Regions from separate parts of the Mus musculus genome. Here all the other regions are linked to region 1. Evidence: chromatin contacts called from public Hi-C and promoter capture Hi-C data. All regions are on one chromosome and are shown on one strand. The core of a region is the stretch at or near the end of the contact, and the rest is flanking DNA. Distances in the headings are between cores, read along the strand shown.

What was found. Promoter capture Hi-C pulls out the DNA fragments that hold promoters and counts their contacts. Hi-C and Micro-C count contacts between places; a contact is called where the count stands out from the background.
Region 2: a contact with region 1 is called in a Hi-C map of cortical neurons, with 2.4 times the contacts expected there. The contact joins the enhancer-like site here to the promoter of Fam149a in region 1. A contact is called at or near these places in 7 of 39 promoter capture datasets (the C10 cell line, cranial neural crest, embryonic stem cells and 3 more), 4 of 484 Hi-C or Micro-C datasets (cortical neurons, embryonic fibroblasts, nephron progenitors and 1 more), 6 of 115 datasets of contacts at active chromatin or transcription factors (embryonic forebrain, embryonic midbrain, embryonic stem cells and 2 more) and 3 of 9 other capture datasets (adipose tissue, embryonic stem cells and liver).
Region 3: a contact with region 1 is called in a promoter capture Hi-C map of liver, with 3 times the contacts expected there. The contact joins the enhancer-like site here to the promoter of Fam149a in region 1. A contact is called at or near these places in 3 of 39 promoter capture datasets (cranial neural crest, liver and stem cell-derived epiblast-like cells), 1 of 115 datasets of contacts at active chromatin or transcription factors (embryonic stem cells) and 2 of 9 other capture datasets (adipose tissue and embryonic stem cells).

The regions. Positions count from the first base shown.
Region 1 is chr8:45,380,023-45,384,328 of GRCm38.p6, reverse strand. It overlaps Fam149a (family with sequence similarity 149, member A), which reads left to right and starts at 2,038. Exons shown (of 14, transcript NM_153535.2): 1 at 2,038-3,176. The coding sequence starts at 2,569.
Region 2 is chr8:45,794,551-45,798,856 of GRCm38.p6, reverse strand. It overlaps Sorbs2 (sorbin and SH3 domain containing 2), which reads right to left. Exons shown (of 24, transcript NM_001205219.1): 16 at 2,299-3,879. All of the region lies in intron 1 of Sorbs2os (sorbin and SH3 domain containing 2, opposite strand), which reads left to right. Among named protein-coding and RNA genes, the nearest start is that of Sorbs2os, 23 kb to the left of the region's middle. Within about 2 kb of position 2,401, at least 8 of the 459 cell types and tissues checked have an H3K27ac peak or open chromatin away from gene starts, as enhancers often do. A contact at or near this core is called in cortical neurons, where this site is marked.
Region 3 is chr8:45,717,640-45,721,945 of GRCm38.p6, reverse strand. The region is part of intron 2 of Sorbs2 (sorbin and SH3 domain containing 2); the gene reads right to left. Among named protein-coding and RNA genes, the nearest start is that of Gm30635, 41 kb to the right of the region's middle. Within about 2 kb of position 2,090, at least 49 of the 459 cell types and tissues checked have an H3K27ac peak or open chromatin away from gene starts, as enhancers often do. A contact at or near this core is called in adipose tissue and liver, where this site is marked.

The DNA of each region.
Region 1 (4,306 bases), core at 789-3,288:
GTTTAGAGCCAATGTGGCCACTGAATACTTTTCTAGAATCACAAGTAAAATACGATGATGGTGAAAAGCTCCTCTTTGCTTAAGCAATCCCCTAACAGTTTCCTAGGGTTATCATAACAAGTTGCCACGTCAGGATGGCTTCACGTAGCACACTTCTGCAGGCTACAAATCCTACACTGGGTATCTGCAAAGCTCGGATCCCCTGGAAACCTGGAAGTCAGGATTTTTCTCTCCCTCTACCACCTGAACAGTAGTTTTGAGACTGTCCACATATCTGTCACCACAGAGGTTAGGGTGTTTTCTCCCATGTCACTTTTCTTGCTCACAGTATACTGTCCCATTGGCTTAGGGTCCATGCAAATGACTTCATCAGAACTTAATTATATTATGGTCCTGTCACCCAGGTTTTTTGTCATATGGTTTCAGTTGAGGTCAACTATGATTCAGAAATATTACTGTAGGAATTATATGAGTCTGTGTATGTGTGCCTGTGTATATATATGTGTCTGTGTCTGTGTCTATGTCTGTGTCTGTGTCTGTGTGTGTGTCTGTGTCTGTGTCTGTGTCTGTGTCTGTGTCTGTGTGTCTGTGTCTGTGTGTCTGTGTGTCTGTGTCTGTGTCTGTGTCTGTGTCTGTGTCTGTGTCTGTGTCTGTGTCTGTGTCTGTGTCTGTGTCTGTGTCTGTGTCTGTGTCTGTATCTGTATCTGTATCTGTATCTGTATCTATATCTATATCTACATATAAAGAGAGAGTGTGTGTGTAAGGACAAGGGACCAGCCATTCACATAACATTTACTGCAAGCCTGAGGAGCTATGTGAAGTATCTGAATGCCCTGACATATGTTCCATAGCTTGGGGACCATCTGGCAAATTGCAGCACAGGGGAATGACAAGAACATGGCAAGTGGCAGTTGGCCAATGCCAGTCTGCTTCTGATAGCCTTTCATTGTCCTACAGTCGTCACAGCCTTTCTGGTCTGTCCCCAGCACCTCTGTCTCTAGGGTCCACCACTGCTGACCTGGGGTTGTCTGGCACTCACTCACCCTTCCCCTCATCCAGATCCTTCCTTCCAAGCTTTCCATGTTGACGACTGCATACTCTTCCTAGTCCCAGAATCTGATTAGATGGAGCCTTATTGCTCCAGAGCTCTCTCTCTCTCTTTCACCCTCTCTCTCCCCCTCCCCCTGCCCCTCCCCCTCTGCAGGTGCTGTGCTTTCTCCCAGGTGATGCTGACTGAGATGGTGGTCATGTGCTACACTTGTGTCTAAGGGCTTATCTCAGTCACAACCTGAGATAGATAAGTATCTGTTTTGTTTTGTTTTGTTTTGTTAGTTTTATTGTACTTCAAGAACACTGTATCTCCTTGTCTCTCAGTGCTAAATGAGTCTTGAAATTCTATAAAGGTGCTTCTGACATGTTTATTTGCCAGGTAGGATACACTAATGAGATCATGGGCCATTTTCAATATGATAGGTAGAAAATGAGCTGCCTATGGGAAAACATAAAGCTTGATGTTCCAATTATGTTACAGTTTGAAAAGAAACACCCTCCCAGGTTCATGCGCTAGAGGCTTGGTCTTCAGTTGGTAGTGTAGAGATCCCCTCATTAAAAGTGTTTTTAAATGTTGTCATAGTTACAACAAACGGAGATGCAAAGCTTACCAGAAGGTATAAAAATAACCATAGCTCAGCTCATACATATATAAAATCAAAGTAGGTGTAATGCCATTTGTTCCACATAAGATATCTTGACATCTTCAGTGATGGACAGAAAATAAATCTTGGGGTAAACAAAGTGGAGCCCATTTCAAGCATATTCCCTCAATTCACCTTCCTGCTCACCCTTCTCACATCAAAGATCATGATCATGAGCATGGTATATTTGAACTTGTCAAGTCGAATGAGTTCCAGAACATTCTGGAACCGATGGGTCCGCTTGCAGGGATTATGTTCAAGGTCCTAGTAGCTCCTGGGCAGCCTGAAGCTGTAAGGATGGTGGCGAAATTTGAGACTGTTTCTTTAAGGCAAGAGTCAAGGAGGGGAGCTGGTGTTTCTATTGTGGACACAGCCCAGCTACAGCCTGGAGTCCAATTAGCAGAGAGCTTAGCAGGGGTTTTGTTTAGCTTAGCAACCGCCTGTGCAGCCCCAGGGGCCAGCCAGAGAATCTCCAGCGAGTTTAGCCCATAATCCGTGCATCCAACACTAGTCCTCTCCTTGAGCTCTGTGCCCCTGGTCCCTTGAACATCTTACTACACTGTGGGACAGGAGGGATTTCTCTTTGCAGAGGGTAACCAGCCTCCCTCTGTCGCCTTTACATCTGTGGGTTCATTGGAGAGGGTCTGTCAGACCCATAAGGAACTAAACGCTGAAACAACGGATTCCTGTGGGTGGAAAAAAAGACCTAGAAGCCTCGAGGAAGCTGTGTGCCAGGACCCCAGGACCCTCTGCTCGTCCCCAGAGCCATCTGATCCAGATCGCTGCAGGGGGTGGTGGATGGAGCCCTGCAGACCAGCACCTGGTGTCCTTGACCTCCCGGCGACAGTCACAGTAACCTCTCCAGGACCAAGGCATGAAGGTCGCTGTGTTGGACCTGGGGTCTCTGTTTGCCAAGATCTTCAAGCTCTCAACAGCATCCCCGGCAGTCTCCAGCCACCCTGGAGGCGCGGCGGCCACAGGATCAGTAGACTCCGGCGCCAGCACGTCGCTTAGAGAGGCTGAGACCCTGACTTTGCTCCCATCTCTGCCTCCAGACACCGCGGCCTCACGGGAGCCCTTCACCCCGGTGCACACTCCGCTCCCTGCCTCGCACCCCAGGAGCTCCGCAGCTGCTCAAAGGGTAGAAGCAACAGGGTGTTCCGGATCTCTGCCCAGCAGCTCAGGAGCATCCATAGCACCGCCCTTAACCCCCTACAGTGGCTCTGCCGGCTCAGTGGCTTCAGTGACTTTACCCAGCCCAGGGGTTGACTGGGCGACCCTGCCTTCTGTCACCATCCCCTTGGGCAGCAACAGCGTCACAGCATCAAGTCCACGGAACCCTCGCCAGCTGCGAGCTCCTGGAGAGCGAGAGCCCAGTGTATGGATGGCCCCGGGTCCGGTTCCCAAAACTCTGTTTTTCACCTTGCCTGACATTGGCGAGGAATGGACCTCGGACAGCGACTCCCAGGATGACCCAGAAGGGTGAGTAGCAACAGTGTTGTCAACTTTGACTTCCACCCTCTGCCTGCCACAATCTCTTCCCGGGTTCACTCCGCCCACTCCCAGGCTTTCTGGTCATTTCCAACATAGACTATGAGAAACTTTCCCTTAACATCCTCACAGTAAACTTCTTGTTGATCAAGGGAGAAAAAGAGGGAAGGGACAGACTGTGTGCTAGGTCTCTGCTACCCGAAGCACTGAACCCTAGACAGTGAGCATGATTTTCACGAGTCTGTTTATTTTCAAGCACCTTTCTCTGCGACAGAATGCACCAGGTGTCCAGGCAACCCGCTCTACTGGAGAGCAGCAATGGTTAAGAAATGGCTGTGCTTCCACAGTTTGAGGATCAGATCCCAAGAGGAATGACTTTCCTTTACATGACACCTAGTTAATTTACATATGTATCACCTCATCTGTTACAAAGGAGACCTGTGATGCTTAGAATTACATCTCCCAGAGGTCTTGAGTTCTGTCTTGGGGCCCTGAGTTACTACAGAAACAATGACTGACTTCACCAGAACAGAATGGGAATTGGAGGCCACTTTTCTAAGCGGACACACACAAACACACACACACACACACACACACACACACACACACACACACACACACACACCATACACACACACCATATACTTACCCTTTGAAATCAACGCATTATCCTTACCAAATAACTCGAGACTCTAGAGTGACAGTGAATTCTACTTTTATCGAGAGCATGTTGCTAGATGTTTTAAAGTGTGTGCAAACTTATCCGCCCTTTTGAATGCTCATAGAAGAAAGTTGTTCATGGTATGGGTGCATCCTTGTCAGCACTGGAAGTTCCATAATAGTCAGTCAAATTAAGCTGTTTGTCAACCAGTTACCCTTTAATATGGAAAATCACTTACACTTGGAAAGCTGCTCTAGTTACCTAAGGAACTGGGCCTTTGTTAGTAGCAACTAGTCCTTAACATTTATACAATTAATGTTTCATGAGCAAACAGATCTTCACAGTGACCTTAAGCTCTAGGCTCAGCCCTTTTCTTTAGCAAATAGACATGAGAACAGGCAGAAGAGCCAGGAAGGGAAGAGGCATTCCTTGATCCGAGCACATAGTAGTTTCCTTTGTA
Region 2 (4,306 bases), core at 1,152-3,651, 410 kb before region 1:
TTTGTACGTGAATGTTCAACTAATCAGAGGGTAAAATATTTATTCCAGAAAGCAAAAGGATAACCAGAAAGCTTCATATGAAGTTGCCAAATTGCTTATGAAATACTGAGGCCTTTTTCTCACTAAAACAAATTATAAATAGTTACATTTAAAAATGACAACTGCAAATCTCCCTTTCAGTTTCTTAAACCTAACATAGTTGTGTGATTTGCATGCAGGATGATACTAAAGGTATAAAAGTATCCAGCATCATCATAGAATTTTACCTGTGTAACTGGGTCAAAGTTTAGGAAAATATTTACTCACTCTAACAAATATAAATATGTTGAATACTACAAACCATCAAGATAATTTTTATTTGTGTATATAGTATATTTTTAAGTGATTTAAACTCATGTTTTGATAATGTACTATATACTATATATCAGGGTATCAGAAAACTGAAGAAGGTAGTTAAAAAATTGGATTACAACTTGTTTCAGTTTAAATAGAAAGTGTCTATCTAAGTTTTTGAATTCGAAATTTATTTTATTTATCAAGTAAATTAAAAAGTATACTATTAATATTATTAAATCATTATTCTATCTGTTCTATCCTTTTTATATGACATTATTTTTGTGTATGGGTTTTTGCCTGCATGTATGTCTGTGCACCATGTGTGTGCAGTGTCTTTGATGGCAGTCTTTCCCTGGGTTTGGAGATATGGACCATTGTGAGTTGCCATGTGCACACTGGGAACTGAACCCGGGTCCTCTGGTAGATAAGCAATGACTGTTAACTACTGAGCCATCACCTCATCCCCTTTTATTCTAATTTATTGTTTTCCAGCATGTTGTACAGTACAAATTAAAGTGAAGGTAAATACCAATAAGTAAAATTGTCCAGTCGTTAGTAACAATTTTGTGGTTTTTTGCCATTAGAAATTATATTTTATGCTGTATATTTTTAGTTAACAGGGCTTTGACTTCTCTTGCTGTTACTGTAATCTGTGTTATATTGAGAAACTTTATCCTCTTTGTCCTTCAATTTCTCAATATAATAATATTATATTATAATAATACAAATGCATTTATAATAATACAAATCCATTGACTCATGTTGGTTTCAGTTGGACAATGCATCTAGCTAAAGCTCTCTGCAGAGCTAGTGTCTAAAGCCTCGCTACTGACAGCCCACTCCCAAGTCTGGAATATTTACTCCAGCCTCATGACATGTCTGTCCTACACAGATTCACTTGGGAAGTAGCTAAAAGCACCAAAGCATGCTGTTATAAAGTTATGTTAACTTCAGTAAATACCTCTGGTTAGAACTGTCATTTGCCTTCTAACATTTGTGTTAACTGTGAAATGGACTTATTCAAGAGTCATGTTTAGCATAATCCAATTCACATTTCAGTACAAGTTTATCCTAACAGAAATAGCAAGTGTGTATATCAAGTAATAGAAAGAAGAAAATGAGATCCTTGAATGATAGAAGTCATATCTATATCTAAAAGATACATTTACAAAATTCCATCCAAATTGTGCCCTTTATTTATTTTTCAAATTGTGCCCTTTAAATGGAGGGAGTTAGTAAACAATTTGTGGGGACCAACTTCTTTGCGTGAATAAGTATAGTGTTCTAAGGTTAATATAAAAATCTAAGAAAAGTCCATGAAACCACTGGCTTTGGTTCATAATGAATCTAAATATATCTTAGGGATACATATATTGAATTATAGTTTTTGTCTTGATTTAGCCTTTTGAATTTGAGAGGTGATTATTTTAGGATATTAGATAGCCAAAGAAAATGGGTTATTTTGCTAGAAAATTGGTTTCTGGATTTGAATCAATGTCTTGATTTGAAGCTTTCCAGTTATATAGCCTGCTTTTTAAAAAACATTTGGATCTACTGTTTGTGAAGCATGCTGTATAGCATTAGTATAAGTAAATATAGCCTTTAAGAATGTGGAGATTTATCATTTCTTTTCTTTTTCTTTCTTTCTTTTTTTTTTTTTTAAACAACATCCGACTTGTTTTTATTAAGTGACAAATTTGCGTTTTCTTTTAGTTTTAAGTGAGTAAATGTTTGTGAATTGATGAGTACTTTCAGCCAACACATGAATGTCAAATAGCACACAGGCAAATGAGAACTACGTAGTCAAACACGCCGCACCACACAGCTCTTTCCTTGGCAACACATAATGACGTCACGTGGTCTCACGGCTCAAGAGTGATGAGATGCAGGATGGGAAAAAAACGAATACGAGAAAGGATGGGATCTGTGCCACGTGAGACAAAGAAAGGAAAGAGCATCCACCTTGGAGGCTCAGTGCACTCCCATAGTCCTGTGCGTGGTAGTTGCTGGTTGTGTCCACGTCAGGGAAAGAGGCACTGTGAGGCATTCTCCCACAATCATTTTGGTACAGGGGACAATGACTAGCACCATCTGGAGGCAGTGGGTGGAAAGGCTGGTGCATGGGGCTCCTTTTGAGAGCATGAAGAGATGAATTCCTTTCAGGAATCTGTGGCAGCAGTTCACTGATAAGCCTGTGCAGGATGCTGTTGTCTGGCAAGCTTCCCCTCCGCTTTTCGGCTTTTATTTGGTCGCAAATGTCTTTCAGGGCAGAGTCCAGAGCTTCAACTACTGAGGCTTTGCATTTTGCCTTTTCAGTCTGTTTTTGGGGAGTCAGGATTTTTTTCCTTCGGAAAGGCACAGGGCTGACTAGAAATGCAAGCTTAGACAGGCCAGGATCCATTTCTTGCCTTCTGGGTCGGTCCATGTTTTCATGCTTAGCTCTTTCATGTTTTAGCATTGTGGTAAATCGAGTGTAAGAAGCCGGGCATCGGCCTTTGCAGGAGCTGATGAGGTGTCGGTGATGGTGATGGTGATGGTGGTGGTGATGGCTCGATCCGTAGAAGCTTTCAGAGGATGTGAATGAAAAGTGGTCAAAGTCACTTTCACTACAAAAGGACGACCCTTCGACGTGAACGTAGTCGCTGTGGTCGGACACAACCCCATCTTGGTCACTGTCGGAAAACTCCATGTGTGTTCTAGGTTGCTCGTCGCTGGTGACCTCGATGTGGATGGGCACCAGGGTGTTAGACTTGCAGCTTCGCTGACCCTGAGAAGGGTGACGAACCTGAGTTTCTTCCTCCAGCAGAGACTCGATAGAAAATCGCCTCTTGGGACACAAACCATTTTGTGGGGGTTCTAGGGTTATAGGAGATAACATTTCATCTCCTAGATTGGGCATAGACTTCGACTTCTGAATCAGCTTTTCAAATTCCGAAATGCGAGTGGGCACCACGTCCCTGGGCACCTCCTCGGTGGAAGACTGGCTCCATCCGTGCAGCAGCCCCCTGTGCTGTTGCTCCTTCTCGTACTGCAGGATCCTGGATTTCACCGAGCAAATGACCTCTGAATTCATCAAGTCCTTGCGGTTGATGCGATGCATTTTCTTGTACATTTTGAGGAAGCCTGGGGCATTATGGGCTGACCTGTGTTTGAGCCTAGATCTGCTGTTCCCGCACACTTCCTGGATGTAGGGGGACGCCCATGTCATGGGGCAGCTCTCTTTGGAGTCTTCTTCACATAACAGAGAACCCATACTCTCTGACTTGGTTTTAGGGTCTGGGAAGCTGTCGCAGTCGTCATTCAGGAGATCATCGCAGCTACGTGATTTGATTTTGGGGGAAACGGTCTCTTCAGTGCTACTCCAGATCTCTGCATTTTGCCGGGCCATTTGCCAGCCATTCTTGAAAGTGATGGCCCTTTGCGAGTCCCCGGGGACGTCCAAATGTTGTCTGTAAGCGTTGCAGCACTCTAACTCACCAGAGGGGGTGCCATTGAGCCCCGAGTAACTGCAAAGGGGCGGACACATTTTGCTATCATCCCCACCTTTCAGTCCAGAGCGGCATGGCAGGAGAAAGACATTTGGAGAAGTTAAAAGGTTCGCAGAGAAAGGAGAGCATGTCAATATTAGCACAGCAAAGAGAAGGCAGTTAGTGTGGGTTTAATATAGGCCACCTTAACACACATAGCTTTAATTTCAGAGGGAAGCAAGATAATATTTTTCAGTGCAACTCTGTAGACATTACAGTGAACACAATCACACATGAAATGCACTTGGTATAGCTAACACATTTCTATTGCACAATTCAATTGTCTTTTAGCCAGCAAGCCATGTCCAAACCATAACTCTATCTATAATACGCTCGCTCTCTCTCTCTCTCTCTCTCTCTCTCTCTCTCTCTCTCTCTCTCTCTCTCTCAACAATGTAAAAATTATGATCTTATGATCTTTCCAAATTGTCAATTCATTCAGT
Region 3 (4,306 bases), core at 841-3,340, 340 kb before region 1:
AACAAAACAAAACAAAACAAAACAAAGCAAGAAAAAAACCCTCTTCCTTCCTTAAACTGATTATTTTTCCAGGTACTTCATCTCATCAGCAAGACAAGTAACATATATATGTGTATGTATATGTGTATATGTATGTGTATATATATATGTATGTATACATATATATGTATGTATACACCATATCACCTCAGTGAGTTCTGAGTCAAAGCACCACAAATGTAGAGCAGGGAGACGAAGCATCTTGCTGTTCATCCACCTTCTCTCCCATTTTTACCCCTCAGCGTATTTTCTCATTACTTCTGCCCCACTGCTCTCTTTTCTGTATTCTGATCAATGGAAATTCTCAACATATGTTGGGGTTTAGGCAATCACACTAGTCAGTAGATTTTTATTTTTAAAGGGCAGTTGAGCTAAACTGTAGCTGTTTGATCATTCATAAATCACTATCCTCAGAATGTCAGGCTTGGAATAACAGCTGCCTATTTACATACATATTTGTGCATGTCAAATAGGCACATGACCCAGATCTTTGGTCCACCTGCTATCACTCTGTAAAAAGCATCACCATTGCTGAATCTAGTGGCCCAGGCTTGAAATATCAGTACTCAGGAGGCAGGGCAGGAATGTTACAAGTTCAAGTCTAGCCTGGGCTCTGGAGTGAGTTTCAGATCATCCTGGGGCCTCGATGAGATCTATCTAAAAAGGAGGAGGGAGGAGGAGGAGGAGGAGGAGGAGGAGGAGGAGGAGGAGGAGGAGGGTGGTACTGGAGATGCAGGAATATAGTTCAATGGTAGAGCACTTTCTAGAATGTACTGCCAAAAATTTTACTGCTTTCCAGCCTCAAAAAGCATTGACATCATATTTGACTCATAATTGCTATTACCATGTTCATTTGTGGTCAAATCTTATAATGTTGTGTATATCTAGAACTCACAACTATGCAAATTTAACTTCTCTGTGAGCATCTTCTAGCTTGCCTTGACTGTTTTAGTGCCTCACGACTGGTTTCCCTTCCTCTGCTTGTACCTGCATGTGTTGTATTCTGATTCTGGAATATTCTGAGAGAGGTGGCTGTAACATGATAGAGAATAATCATTTTGTTCAAAGGACTCCAACTCATGGTCCCATCTCCCATCCTCTAGGCCCATGGCTACCACTCTTGCTCCCTGCCCAGTCTGTTCTAGGATCTGGAATACTTCACTGTTGCTTGCACATACCAAGCCCACTACTATCCCAGCGTTTTCCTCTCGGCCCAGAGTACTTCCATCTATCACCAGCTTTGTCCTTTAGTCGCCCGGCTTAATGCTCAGATGCTACCTGCCTTAGTTACTTTTCTATTCCTGTCATAAAACACCGTGGCCAAGGCAAGCTATAGAAGGAAGAGGTTATTTGGGCATAACGGTTCCAGAGGAATAAAAAATCCATTATAACGGGACATATGGTAGCAAGTTGAGAGCTCACATCTTTAAACCACAAGCACCAGGCAGAGCTAGCACATTGGAAGTAGACAAAGCTTTAAGCTCTCAAAGTTCACTCCCATGGACATTCTCCCTCCAAAGAGGCTGCACCTCTTAAACCTCCATAAATAGTGTCAGTAATTGGGGACCAAGTGTCCAAATAATCAAGACTATGGGGGACATTTATGTACATATCACCCTACCAGAGAGACCATTCCTGGCCACCCCATATAAATAGCCAATTTCTTTATTTCCACTATTCTTTGGGAGTTTTCCTGCAGAGCACTCTTCCTGCCTTGAGGGCTTACATGTTTGTTTATGATCTCATTTTCATCGACACAGCAGGGGCCTCCATCAGGAGAAGGTGATTCAGAGGCAGGAAACACAGTCATAGGGTGGAACCCACGGGGAGGAAAAGCCCTTGTTCTGGTATGGCTCCACACTGGGCAGTCGTGGGGAAAGAATGAGTACGGTGAAGTGCTGAAGTCAAGGTTTCTTTTCCGTTTAGGAAGTTCAAGGAGATAGTCATTTTTAGCACCAGGGCAACTCTGGAAATATTACTGTGGTAGAGATGTGAGCCAGACAGTCTCAAAGAGAGTAGAACGAGTCTGTGCTCCATGATGTAACAAAAACAGTCAACATTGGCTGAGCACAGTGATGCAAGCCCATAATCCCGAGAACTTGGGAGGTGGAGGTCGGGAGAACAGAAATCCAAGGTCATCTTGATTATATAGTAAATTCAAGCATAGTTTGGGCTGTAAGAATTCCTGTCTCAAAGAAATGACAGTCATTGTGGCCCCATGTGTCATTAAAGTAGCAGCCTATGAATTAATTTTGCCACATGTTGATAGTGAACACCACTTTTTACCTTTTTTGTTTGTTTGTTTACATTTGTGAAATCAGACATTAATTGATCTACTTTTGGATTCTGACCAAGGGTATGAATTCAGTTAACATCAGAACAACTCTGTGCACCCCGAAACTACCACTTCCCATTGGGACCTTCATTTTGAATTCTGTAAGTGAAATATTAGTGACTATCACTGATCTTGAAGTGTAACGAGAAATTAGTTTTCTCAATTATAACAACTGTCATCCATTAATTGGGATAAGTTAATTGGCTACGTGCATGGGGTTAGAGCTTAACATCTAATCTTTTGGGGTTTTGTTAAAAGTACAAGTGATGAGATAGTCTCTTATTAAGCTAACACATTTGCATTTTAACAGACTTTTAATTTTTTTTCAAAAGGAATGCTTCTAACCATGCACAAGGTCAGCAGGTTGGATGCCATGATATTTTTGAGCAGTGTCTTGCAAAAACAAAACTTCAACCTGTGTCACCAGCCTCTCACTGCACCCAATGATTCCAATATTTGATGCATATCAAGGTCATACTTGAACTTCAGGATTACATTAAGCCAGCACCCAGCAGAATCACAGCAGTCTGTAAAATGTTAATACACTTCTGTCTGTATGTTAACTGCTTCAGGCTTTTTTCTCCTCATTTAGTCTCCTAAAATCTTCACAAAAACATGTTTTATGATAACAACAAAAAAGCAATGAATCTTGCAACCTGAATTCCTCAAACAGTGATTTTAGCGTTTATCTTATGGCATCTTTCTAACATTTGATTCTATGAAAAGATAAGGAACTGTATTGTGAGACTACAGATTAAAGGGCTTATAAATCATCTTGTTAAAGGTAAATAAATCATAATGGAATGTCTTATGATAGGCTTTAAGGCTTATAAAAAGTTTTCTCGTCAATGTATGTTAACATTTGCAAATAAAAGAATTTACTTAATCATAGTTAGTTTTAGAAATAGTTGGTTCTATAATTTGCCTAAACTGAGAGAGTTGATGTTAAGACTAACATCATTAGTATTTATTCTCTTACAATACTATAAGGTAGGATTATTCAAACAGAAAAGGAAGATCTTGAGGAAACTTTATCTCAGCATTAAATTTGTCTCCTGCAATCTGCAGCGTTTCCCTCCACAAACTACTCCTGAATTCTAAGGAAAGCATAACAAATTGGGGAAGGGCTTACAATAAGGCCCTGCCAAGCAAGGGGCAAAGGCGGCATCACCATTATGGGTAATGGTGTCTGATTGGATTAGAGGCATGTTCAATAGGAGGAAATTTAATTCCTGGTATGGTTATCCTTATTGATACCCCTTGGCTAAAGTCATAGGCCCTTGGGCTATTGATAATTTGCTAAATGGTCATGCTGTCAAATTGCTTCCCAGATATTCATGTTTGTATGTATAGACCTAGGCTGCTTTTAACCTTGGTCTGGGAATTTATTTTTTTCTTGAGCAGCAGTCACTGGAAAGATATGTAGCAAATCAAAGAGCTACAGATAGGAGACTGAGTGTTCAGCCCTAAACAATAATATCTATATTAATTCTGTTACCACCAAGCCTTAGGGAATATCATAGATAACAGGAAGATTGTAAGAACCAGAGAACAGTGAGGAGTTCTGTGATGTACAATCTTTACATATTACAGTCATAGACTCACAGAAGCTATAGTTGTTTGTGCAAGACCTGCACAGAATCAAGCTATTCAAGCCTTACCCTCTATCGAGGAGCTATTGTCAGTAACTGTGGGGGAATCGCCTATTGGTTTATTTTTATGCGATTATTTTGCCTACTTGTATGTATTGTATCATGTGCTAGTCTGGTATTATCAGAGGTCAGATGAGGAAAGCAGATCCCCTGGAACTGCAGTTATAGATGGCTGTGATCTACCATCTGGATGCTGGGAATTGAACCTGGGTCCTCTGCAAGAATAAGGACTTTTAGCCAAAGAGGCGTCTCTAAAGCGCTGGAGAAACATTCTCTATGG